Linked DNA regions of Sus scrofa: region 1 is linked to region 2. A link is a contact called in public HiChIP or PLAC-seq data. All regions are on one chromosome and are shown on one strand. The core of a region is the stretch at or near the end of the contact, and the rest is flanking DNA. Distances in the headings are between cores, read along the strand shown.

Region 1 (4,797 bases), core at 376-2,875, 91 kb before region 2:
TTAATGGCTTAGAGCTATTAAGGAACTGTGGCTTTCAATAACTGTTTTCTCACTATCCTTTTTCCTTCTCTGCACATGGAAGAGGTTTATAAATAAACTAAAAAAAGACAACTGCAGGGTAGAGAGAGCATTTGGGAAACATAAAAGCAAGAGAGGAAACACATGAGATTTTATGTGGTATCTATAGAATGGAGATAAGGGAAGGTATGAAATCATCTAAATATTTCCATTTCCCTGCCCTCTTCTTGATGCTCTAATCAACAGTAGCCAAAGCAGAAAACAAGGTATCTGTAATGTATTTTGAGACCCTGAAAGACAAGCTGTTTTGGCTGAATAACAGAGTACTGGCAAGGGCTTGAGTTCAAGGGGCAGGTAAAGTTCAATCCTGGTTCCTGTACTTCTGTATGCACTTGAGAAAATAATTGACTCTGCTACACAATAATTTTTAATCTGTGAAACGGGACAGAGAACATGCAGGGTGTCTCAATAGAACATGTACTTTTTTTTTTTTTTTTTTTTTTTTTTTTGGCTTTACATTCTGCAGCACCCTCTAGTGGAGTGTACAAAAATAAGCATTTTATTTCTGCTCTTCAAAGCAGTGCTTTTTAACTTCGGTGTGCGCTGGAATAACCAGAACAGTTTGTTATCTGTCGTAACACAGAAAGCCAAACCCTACTCCTAGAATTTCTGACTGGTTAGGTTGGAGGTGAGGCCTGAGACTATAAATTTCTGACAACTTCCCAAAAGGTGATAATGATGCTACCGGTGAGTCTGGGAAACACACTTTGAGAACCTCTGCTCTAAACCTCACCCATTCCCCGGGGGGGGGGGGGGGTGTATGTGTGCGTATTTATGAGCGCATACCTGCGTGCATGCACACATGTATAGGATCTATAACTGAAAGAGGTACAACTTTTGTTTGATTTTGATTAGTATCCATCTAATAAGGATTTTGTGAAGAAGAAAAGAATATCTGTGTGAAGAATATGGTAACACTACCTAAAACACAGAAGGCATGCAAAAAAAAACCTGAAAGCACAGCATATAAATCCCAGGGCCTCAGAACTAGTAAATGGTGGAGTAAGGTTTAAAATCAGGTCTTTGACTCCAAAAACATAATACGGTTTACCAGTACCACTACAGAAAACAGGGTAGAAACACATACCTAATCATAATTTCAAGAGGAAAAGAAAATCAGTTTTCAGTAATTGGGTCCAAGTCCAGTAAAGATGTATGTCTTTACTAACTAAACAAGCCATCTATATTTTCACTTGGGGTGGGGGTGGGTAAGGGTGAGGGAAGCACTTGAAGTGAAGATCCTAACCCCAGAGACGCTTCCAATCTTCATCAGCACCAGTACCTCAAGTCTTTCATCAGTTCTGACTGCCCACCCCTGGCAAAAAAAAAAAAAGGCAAGAAAGAAAGAAGAATGGGAGGGGTGATTTTTTTTAATAAGGAAATGAGGTAAAACATTTGTATCTAGGGCCATAGTCTCCTGATAGAGCAATTAACAGAAATTAAATTGATTTTTCCCCAGCAATGAAATATATATGAGTGATTTCTATAGATTGAAGAGTTCAGCAAATCAGAAAGGGGGGGGGAATCCCATAATTCCAGGGACCAAACAGCCAATCCTTTGATGGAATTTGGCGGCATCTAGTGGCAGATGCAAAAGGTATAAACCTCATCCAGAGAACTTTCTGGAAAATTAACTGAGCGCGTACTTGCCTGAAGAGCACACTGCTTGGAGATCAGGAGTGAAAGGTAAGAGAGCCTCAACTCCTACAGAAATTGGGAGTCCCTAGTGGAGGGGAAGTCTGTTGTATATAGATATTCTCTGCAGAAAATTGTTTGTGCCAAGAGAATTGTACAAAACTTGGGGAAGGGGGGAGGGGAGGGAGCGGGTAAGAGGTGGGGAGAAGGTTATTAGGGAACAGGAAAGAAACTGTTTCGTGGAATTGCTAATATAGGAACGGGAAGGTTCGGCTTTTAACCACTGGAGGGCTAGGGTTTAATACAGGATTTTGACACGGAAAAAAACGTGGGAAGAAAGTGTAATTTTAGGGTTTAAAATTAAATCGATGAGAGATCGAAATATCCCTAGCAAAGACCCTTTATCTTAGTTACGGTCGCCTTGCCTTAACTATTTAATGATTTTCCTTTTCATCAGAACAATATTCAAACCTACGAAAGTAGAAAACGATTCTTACAGAGCGCGCGCCCCCGCACACATCCGTGCGCGCGCGTGTACACACACTCACACACACACACACACACACACACGAAGGCGCACGCACCCGCTCGGCGACACACAACGGCCCCAACGCTAGGGGCGCACGCCTGCGCACACCCGCCTCCAACGCCACGAGGCCTGGCGTTCGCGCATAAGCCATCCCCAAGGCCACGCGGGCTCGCCTGCGCACAAACGCCGTGGCCCTGACACCACACGGCCGCAGCACGCCGCCACCCGCCACCAGCATACACACCGAAACCCCACTCTGCCTTTTTTTTTTTCTCCAAGAGTTGCGCAAGAGGTTGGGGGCGTGGCCCCAGATTTGACCTCGCGCTTCCCCACTCGCGGGAACTTTAGCTCATTTCCGCCCATCCTGTTTCCGCAGGCCACGTAGACACTTCCTTTCCCAGTGGAAAAAAAACCCATAATGCCTCCCTGCAGGAAAAAAAAAAAAAAAAAAGAAAGAAAGAAAAAAAAAAAAAGAAAAAACCTCTGGTCAGAGGAACTCTGGGTCGTGAAAATAGGCCACGTGAACACCCTGCCCTATAGACTTATGACCCAACTGCTGTCGCGCTTTTGGGGGGCGGGCTAAGAACCTAAGAGGGCGAACGTCATTGGCCACAGTCCGCACTAAAGGAGGAAGGTGATTGGTTTTCCTCAAGTCTTAACCGTGAAGAAGCAGGTTGCTAGCACCCGCCTTTACTGCGGCTAAGTGTCATTGCTGACGTGGTGGGCTTCCACCAATCATTTGGTTATGGAACATTCTAAAACTTAGGCAAGACGATTGTGATTGGCTAGAGGGCGTAAGCCCGCCTCCAGGGTGACGTGTCTGCCTATGGATATCAGTTGCCAGAGAAACCTGGCTTTACTATGGCGGTTGGAGGGTCGGCAGTGATCACACGTCGGCTGCTGGAAAGAACTGGATTCTCGTTTCAGGTTTCGGGGTGGGGGTGGGGAGAAAGGGTTGCCGATTTCCTCTTATCGTTGCGTATATAGACAAGATTAACTGATGGCTTCACAATCAGGCAGAGCTAGATTCAAATGCCTACTCGCCAACGCCCAGCTTGGGCTGGCTCCCGTTCTTTCTGTGTCTCGGTTTCCATGTTTGTAAAATGGTGATAATAATAGTATCTACCTCAGAGACGTGTGCCTCAGAGGCGTGTGCTGTATATTAGTGCGTATAACTAACGAATGCAAAGTAATATAATATAATACGCTTAATAACTTAATATGAAGCCTGACTCCGGAAGATATTAGCTGTTATTATGGAGAGAAAAAAACGCGTAATAGAGAAAGAAAACATAAATTATGTAAAGTCGTTCATTATAGTGTTTTTCCTGCCCATCATCTCCTCCCCTAGAAGAAATTCGAGATATAAAAGAGACGTATCAGTTTTTACCGATGGAATAGTTTATTTGGGAATTGCCTCAAAATAGCGGGGATTGGAATTTTCCATATTGAAAAGTTTAAAAAAAAAGCGGCGGGGGGGATGGGGGTGGGGAGAGATGGAGAATGAGCGAGCTGGAGATGAACCACATGCGATGAGTAGGCCTTGTTTGGATCCTGATTCGGACACATTAACTATATTTTTTTAAAAAACTGTTTAAGATGCATCGGGATATTTTGAAGTCGTATTCAAATTCGATTTTTTGGGGGAAATTGATGACGATGTTTTAGACGTTAAAATGGTATTGTGGTTATGGTTTCAAATTGTCTTTAGCTTGTAGCAATATATATGAAAATACGGATTAAATAGTAAAATGTCTGAGATTGGCTTCAAAATATGTTGATATCTATGATTTGCTTCAAAATAATCTCAGCGGTAGGGGGACGTGGGGAGGGGTATAGATGAAACCAAATTGGCCCTAAGTTAATCGTTTAAGCTGAGTGATGGGCATATATGATTTCTTAAATTATACTGGCTTTCTTGGTATATGTTTGAAATTTTCCATAATAAAATACAGAAAGTCAGCTATTCACTGAGCTTGAAAAAAACGGAGTGGGGGGGGAGCAGTGGGTGGGGTTATAGATAAAACAAGATGGCCTTCAGTTGGTAATTGTTGAAGCTGGAGGATAGATTCGCATAGGCTTATAATATTATTCCCTCTACATTTTTATCCATTTGCAATTATCCTTAATTAAAATTTTTTAAAGGCAAAAACAAACTAGTTTATCAGAAATCAGGGTAAATTAGTTTATCAGAAATAAGGTAAATTTGAAAATGTAACCATAAGAAAGGAAAAAACACTTGTACGTTATTTGTCATCTTTGGTGTCCTTTGTGTGTGAAAAAAATGCATTGATGGAGAAGAAAACCTTCATCTCATATCTTTTTATTTTGTGTCCTTTCCTGTCCCCTTGTTTGACCTTCTAGGCTACCATCAAAAAAGCTAAGTTTGCTGTATAGTAAGGATCAGAAGATCTGATCCTGATTGCAGAACATTGCTGATTACAGAATCTTGGGTAAGTGCCTCCCTTTTCCTGGCCTCAGTTCTCAAACAGGATAATTCCACATAACCTTCCTAACTGTCCAGGAATATTTTGAGGATTAATAAGCGCCTATCT
Region 2 (4,599 bases), core at 1,949-4,448:
CAGAAAATGTCTTATCTTTGCAACCATTCTGTAACTCTACAACTGTCCTAAAACAAAAGTTTATTTAAAGAAACACTATAAGCTAATAAAAGGCTAATGAAGATCCAGAGGGGAAAAAAAAATCACAGGTGGGTAAATGGTAAGGCAGGGCTTAACAGGAATTTCCTAGGAGACAACTCCTAACAAAAAAGTGTCAGCAGAAAAGAGATTAACAGGTGAGAATAATACAGCATCTGGTGACTCAGATTTTTCTCCTGGCTCAATCAATCTCCAGTATCTAAATCCAGTGGGGATGGCTGTATGCAAACACATAAACCAACAAAAAATACTTGGAAAGGTGTGTTTTATAAGAACTTTATATAAGTATCAAGGCCCAAGTGACACCTGGGTGCTACCCACCTGAGTTAGGGTAATTCTATTTCAGGGTAGAGAATTCTGCACCCTTCTGTTGTGACGCTGTGTTGTTTTAGTCTATCATGGTCTCCAGCCCATGTGCAGCAGTGGGGGCCTTAGGTACAGGACATACAAAAAGAGGCATGGTGCCCAAGTCCTGGCATTTCCCAGGGGAGAGTGGCCCCCACCTCTCAGCTGTCTGGACTTACTTATGGACACATACGAGACCTCCCACATCCCTCTGCCATTTGATGGGGTTCTGGTCCTGCTCGTGCAGGAGAGAGGGCAGGAGCCAGCCCAACACAGCTCACACACTCAGGGTCTCATCGGATCTTCACCACAGCCCTGGAAGGCAAGTTCTAGCCCCAATTCACTGATGACAGGACTGTCCCTTACGACAATGGATCTGTAATAGTTGCCATGTTGATTCTTCCAGCTTTGAGTCCCAGAAGTAATGTGAGTTTTACTTATCATTTCATGTCCTGACAACAGAAATGTTGTGTCTCCACTGCCTGCATGAGCTCACTGAACAGTACTTTTGATTGCTTGGTATTGCTTTCCTATTTTTTAATTTCATTATTCTCATGACAAAAGTAATCTGTGTTTTTTTAAGAGGACAGATAGATAAAAAACAACAGAAAAAAATCACCCACAGATAACCACTGTTAATCTTTTAGTAGACAGCTTTAGGAGTTGTTTCTGTACATGGATCACTAGGTAACTATCTTTGTAGTTTTACAATAATGGACTGATAGCATATATATGGTTCTGCAAACTAGGGTTTTTTTTTAATTTTACAATGCACCATAAACATTTTTCCATGCAATGGATGAAAATCTGCTACTGAAACAGAGGGCTGTGATTGGATAATGATAATGACACCTAAAGCATAGTATTAGGATAAGGTTAAATAAAGCACAAGGCTTTGCAAGTGCCTGCCAGGGGCACTACACAAATGGAATGTCTTCAAAACCCCTCTGTGGGGCCCTGCAGCCACCCCTGAGTTCCCTTGGGCCCCTGGGGTGGAAGGGGTCCTGTAAACTTTTTTGCATCCACATAAACCCCCCTAGTTTCTGTCTGGTTTTCTTCACCTCATCCTCCACTCTGGCCATCTCGTCAAATTCTCTTATCATCTCCTCATTGCTCAAATGCATATCGTGTATGGCCTCCTTGTATTCCTTGAGACACTGAGCCAGCCCCTTGTTGGTTTTTCTTTTGGCCTTCCTGGGTATATCATCCCCAGCTGGGCGCTTTCCTGCAGCCCTTGGCTCGCTGGCTGGCTTTTCTTCTTTGGGCTTGCCCTCACTCACTGGCTTTCCCTGGCTCTCTGGCTTTGCCTCACTCTCTGCTTTTCCTTCTTTTGGTTTGCCCTCGCCCACTGGCTTTCCCTGGCTCTCTGGCTTTCCTTCTTTGGGCTTTGCCTCACTCTCTGGCTTTTCCTTATCCTTTAGAACTTCCTCATCTTCTGGCTTTCCCCTGTGATCTGTCCTTCCCTTGTTTTCTAACTTTTCCTTGTCTGCCACGGCACAAGCTACTCCTGGCTTTCCCGCATCCTGTGGCTCTTCTTCCTCTTCCATCTTTCCATGGTTCTCAGGCTTTCCTTCATTTTCATTGCAGAGTTTTTCCATGTTGAGATGTCCCCTCTTTCTCCTGTCCTGGGGGTGGGGTAGGGGGAAGAGAAGACAAAGAGGAGACAAGGGAGACTGAGGGCTGGGGGTGGACTGCAGGTTGGGATGGTAGGATTTGCTTCTCGCTCCTTTCTGGGATCCCCAGACCTGGCCCAGCCCTCCTAGTGTGCCTTCTGCCCACCCTTTACCCCACCATTCCTCCCACACACAGGAGCCAATCATTTCTGTTGCAGGCCCTGCCATTTTCCCCCAACGTTTGCTCAGCATGGCAGAGTGTGTGAAGATGTGTTGGGAAGTGGACAGCGGGGTCCCCAATTCTGCCCAGGCCGCGCCCTCCGCACTCTGCACCCCTCTGGGTCGCTGTCCAGTGCTCCCCTACTTCACTGACCTGCGGGGATTCTGGACAGGCTCCTCGTCTTTATGGAGCCCAGCACGGTGCTGGGAACAACAGCCTCACAGACCTGCAGACAGACAGGAGACCGCGGCTGGGCGTCCGGTGGATGCACAGGGACTTGGGTCCCTTTCCTGAATCCCGGCCCTCCTCGCCCAACGTCTCCCTCCCCCATCTCCTCCGCCCCCCCGCACCCCAGCCGCCATTTCTTTTCACGCCTCGGGCGCCAGACTAGGATGTTTTCCAAACTAATTTTGGATCTCTGCGCCCTTCTACCCCAGAGGCAACTCGCCTCTCCACCCTTGAGGTCAACTTTTTACTCTACGGACGGAGTGGCAGAGGGGGGTTATTTCCACTGTCTCACTGCTGGGGCGACCCCCAACTCCCGATCTCACGCTCCAAAATGGACGGAGGGCAGAGAAGAGGAGGTGCGGAAAAAGGGAGAATGAGTACTTGGGGTGTCTGCCTTCCCCACCCTCCGCCCAACGGCCGCTGGATCCCCCTTAGCCGTTTTCCCACCGCCATCTCTATCTACACTCGGGCCAGCTCCCCGCGACCCGGACCCTATTCCCAATCTTTTTCCTTTCCCTGCTCGTTCCTCCTCTCCCGGTGTCCCGCAGGCAGCGACGAGAGCTCTCACACTGACCTGAAAAAACCTGGAGCAACAATTAGGGGCTCGCAGACGGCTCCGGGTCCGACCGCAGGGAGGGAGGGCGGGCACCCGGACCGGTGCCCACTTCGGCGCCCGGCGGTCACGTGACCGTCGCGTCACCTGAGCTCCGCCTCCGCACCCCGCCCACCAGCGGGCATCTGCCAGCTGCCCGCCGCCTCCCTCTGGCAGGTCCCCCCGAACCTCTCCTGGCCCTTTTGTCCTTTTCCTTCTTCCCGAGAAGATGGTCGAGGAAGGAATTTTAATAAAAACCACAGGAGCTTTTTTTTTTTTTTTTAATGGGTTGGGCGGTTCGGGGGTGGAGTCTTGAAAACGTTCCTCTTAAATTACATTGAAAGACGGTACAAACAGTAGAATGTTGCACTTCAGAAAAAAACTAGGAAAAACGTTCCCGTTAAAGTGAAATTATCCCTTTTCCCTGACATGCACAAATTTTCTGAGTTAAATATTTAGATCTAAAAATTAAATTATATTTGAAGCAGAATGAAAGAACGATTCTTTTTCTTCCCCCCAAGGGAGAGACTGAATACATAACGGACAATGAGCAGACCATATATGACAATAGAATTATGACCCACAACCTCTGTAGCAAGCAGCCCCAGAAGCCAAACCCCAGTCTTTACAGCAATCTTCAGGATTTGATCAATGACTGCCAGACTCCTTATTTTTGCTTTGCCAACTAGAGAAATCTAAATATGCTTCCCAAATCAATCACATTAAATGAGACTGCTTCTAGCTACATGCCTCCAGTTTTTCCATGCCAACGACGTCCAATCAGTGAAAACTTGGTCTTCCCCTTTTCACTCCAAAGCTTTCCCATTCCCCTGCTTGCCTTTAGTCTCTGCCAAATACAAGTTATGGTGGCTAGCTCCCTTGTTATAACAAGCTCTGAATAACCAGCCTCTGCTTCTACATAAGCTTTTTGTATGGAAGGCCTTTAAAAATGTAGTAACAGAGAGAAGAACAGATAAGGACAGCGTTGATGGATTTGATTACATAAAAACGTGTACCAGATTTGTTAAGGGATTGGGGACATGCATTCTTCCCTGCTCTTGTTGATTGTGTTGGTGAACATCATCTGAAGGGCAACTTTGTAAATTGCTTAAAAATAAAAATATTTGATATTTCGGTCCAACAATTCCACATCTAACATTTACCCATGGAGATAATAAGGTGCTAAAATATAATCTTATGTTTTAAAACATTTTATTGTTATCTTTGGGTGTTTGGTTAGAAAAATAATCCTTTTATGTTGAGTGCTCAATAGTGGTAAAACTAATTATTAGCTATCCATAATCCCAGGTTACTATGGATGGTGGGACACAAAGGATAACCTCAGGATGTAGTATTGCCCTCTAGAAAATACCACCTTTGTGCTAGGTGCCCTGCTAGCTGTCTTGTCTGATCTGTGTGGGTTTTCATTTATACTGGAAGGAAGAATTCATACTTTAATGAAGCAGAATGATTTATAAAGCTACGATCTTTTTTTTTCTTTTTCTTTTTATGGCCGCACCTCT

The links. HiChIP or PLAC-seq counts read pairs in DNA pulled down with a chosen protein or histone mark.
Region 1: an H3K27ac HiChIP or PLAC-seq map of alveolar macrophages shows a contact between it and region 2. The contact joins the promoter of MORF4L2 here to the promoter of TCEAL4 in region 2. A contact is called at or near these places in 1 of 47 Hi-C or Micro-C datasets (heart right ventricle) and 1 of 2 datasets of contacts at active chromatin or transcription factors (alveolar macrophages).

The regions. Positions count from the first base shown.
Region 1 is chrX:84,563,132-84,567,928 of Sscrofa11.1, reverse strand. MORF4L2 (mortality factor 4-like protein 2) reads left to right here and starts at 1,625. Exons shown (of 4, transcript XM_003360402.4): 1 at 1,625-1,764; 2 at 4,607-4,695.
Region 2 is chrX:84,473,831-84,478,429 of Sscrofa11.1, reverse strand. TCEAL4 (transcription elongation factor A protein-like 4) reads right to left here and starts at 3,198. Exons shown (of 3, transcript XM_005657895.3): 1 at 3,059-3,198; 2 at 2,410-2,482; 3 at 1,050-2,043. The coding sequence starts at 2,021. The coding sequence ends at 1,341.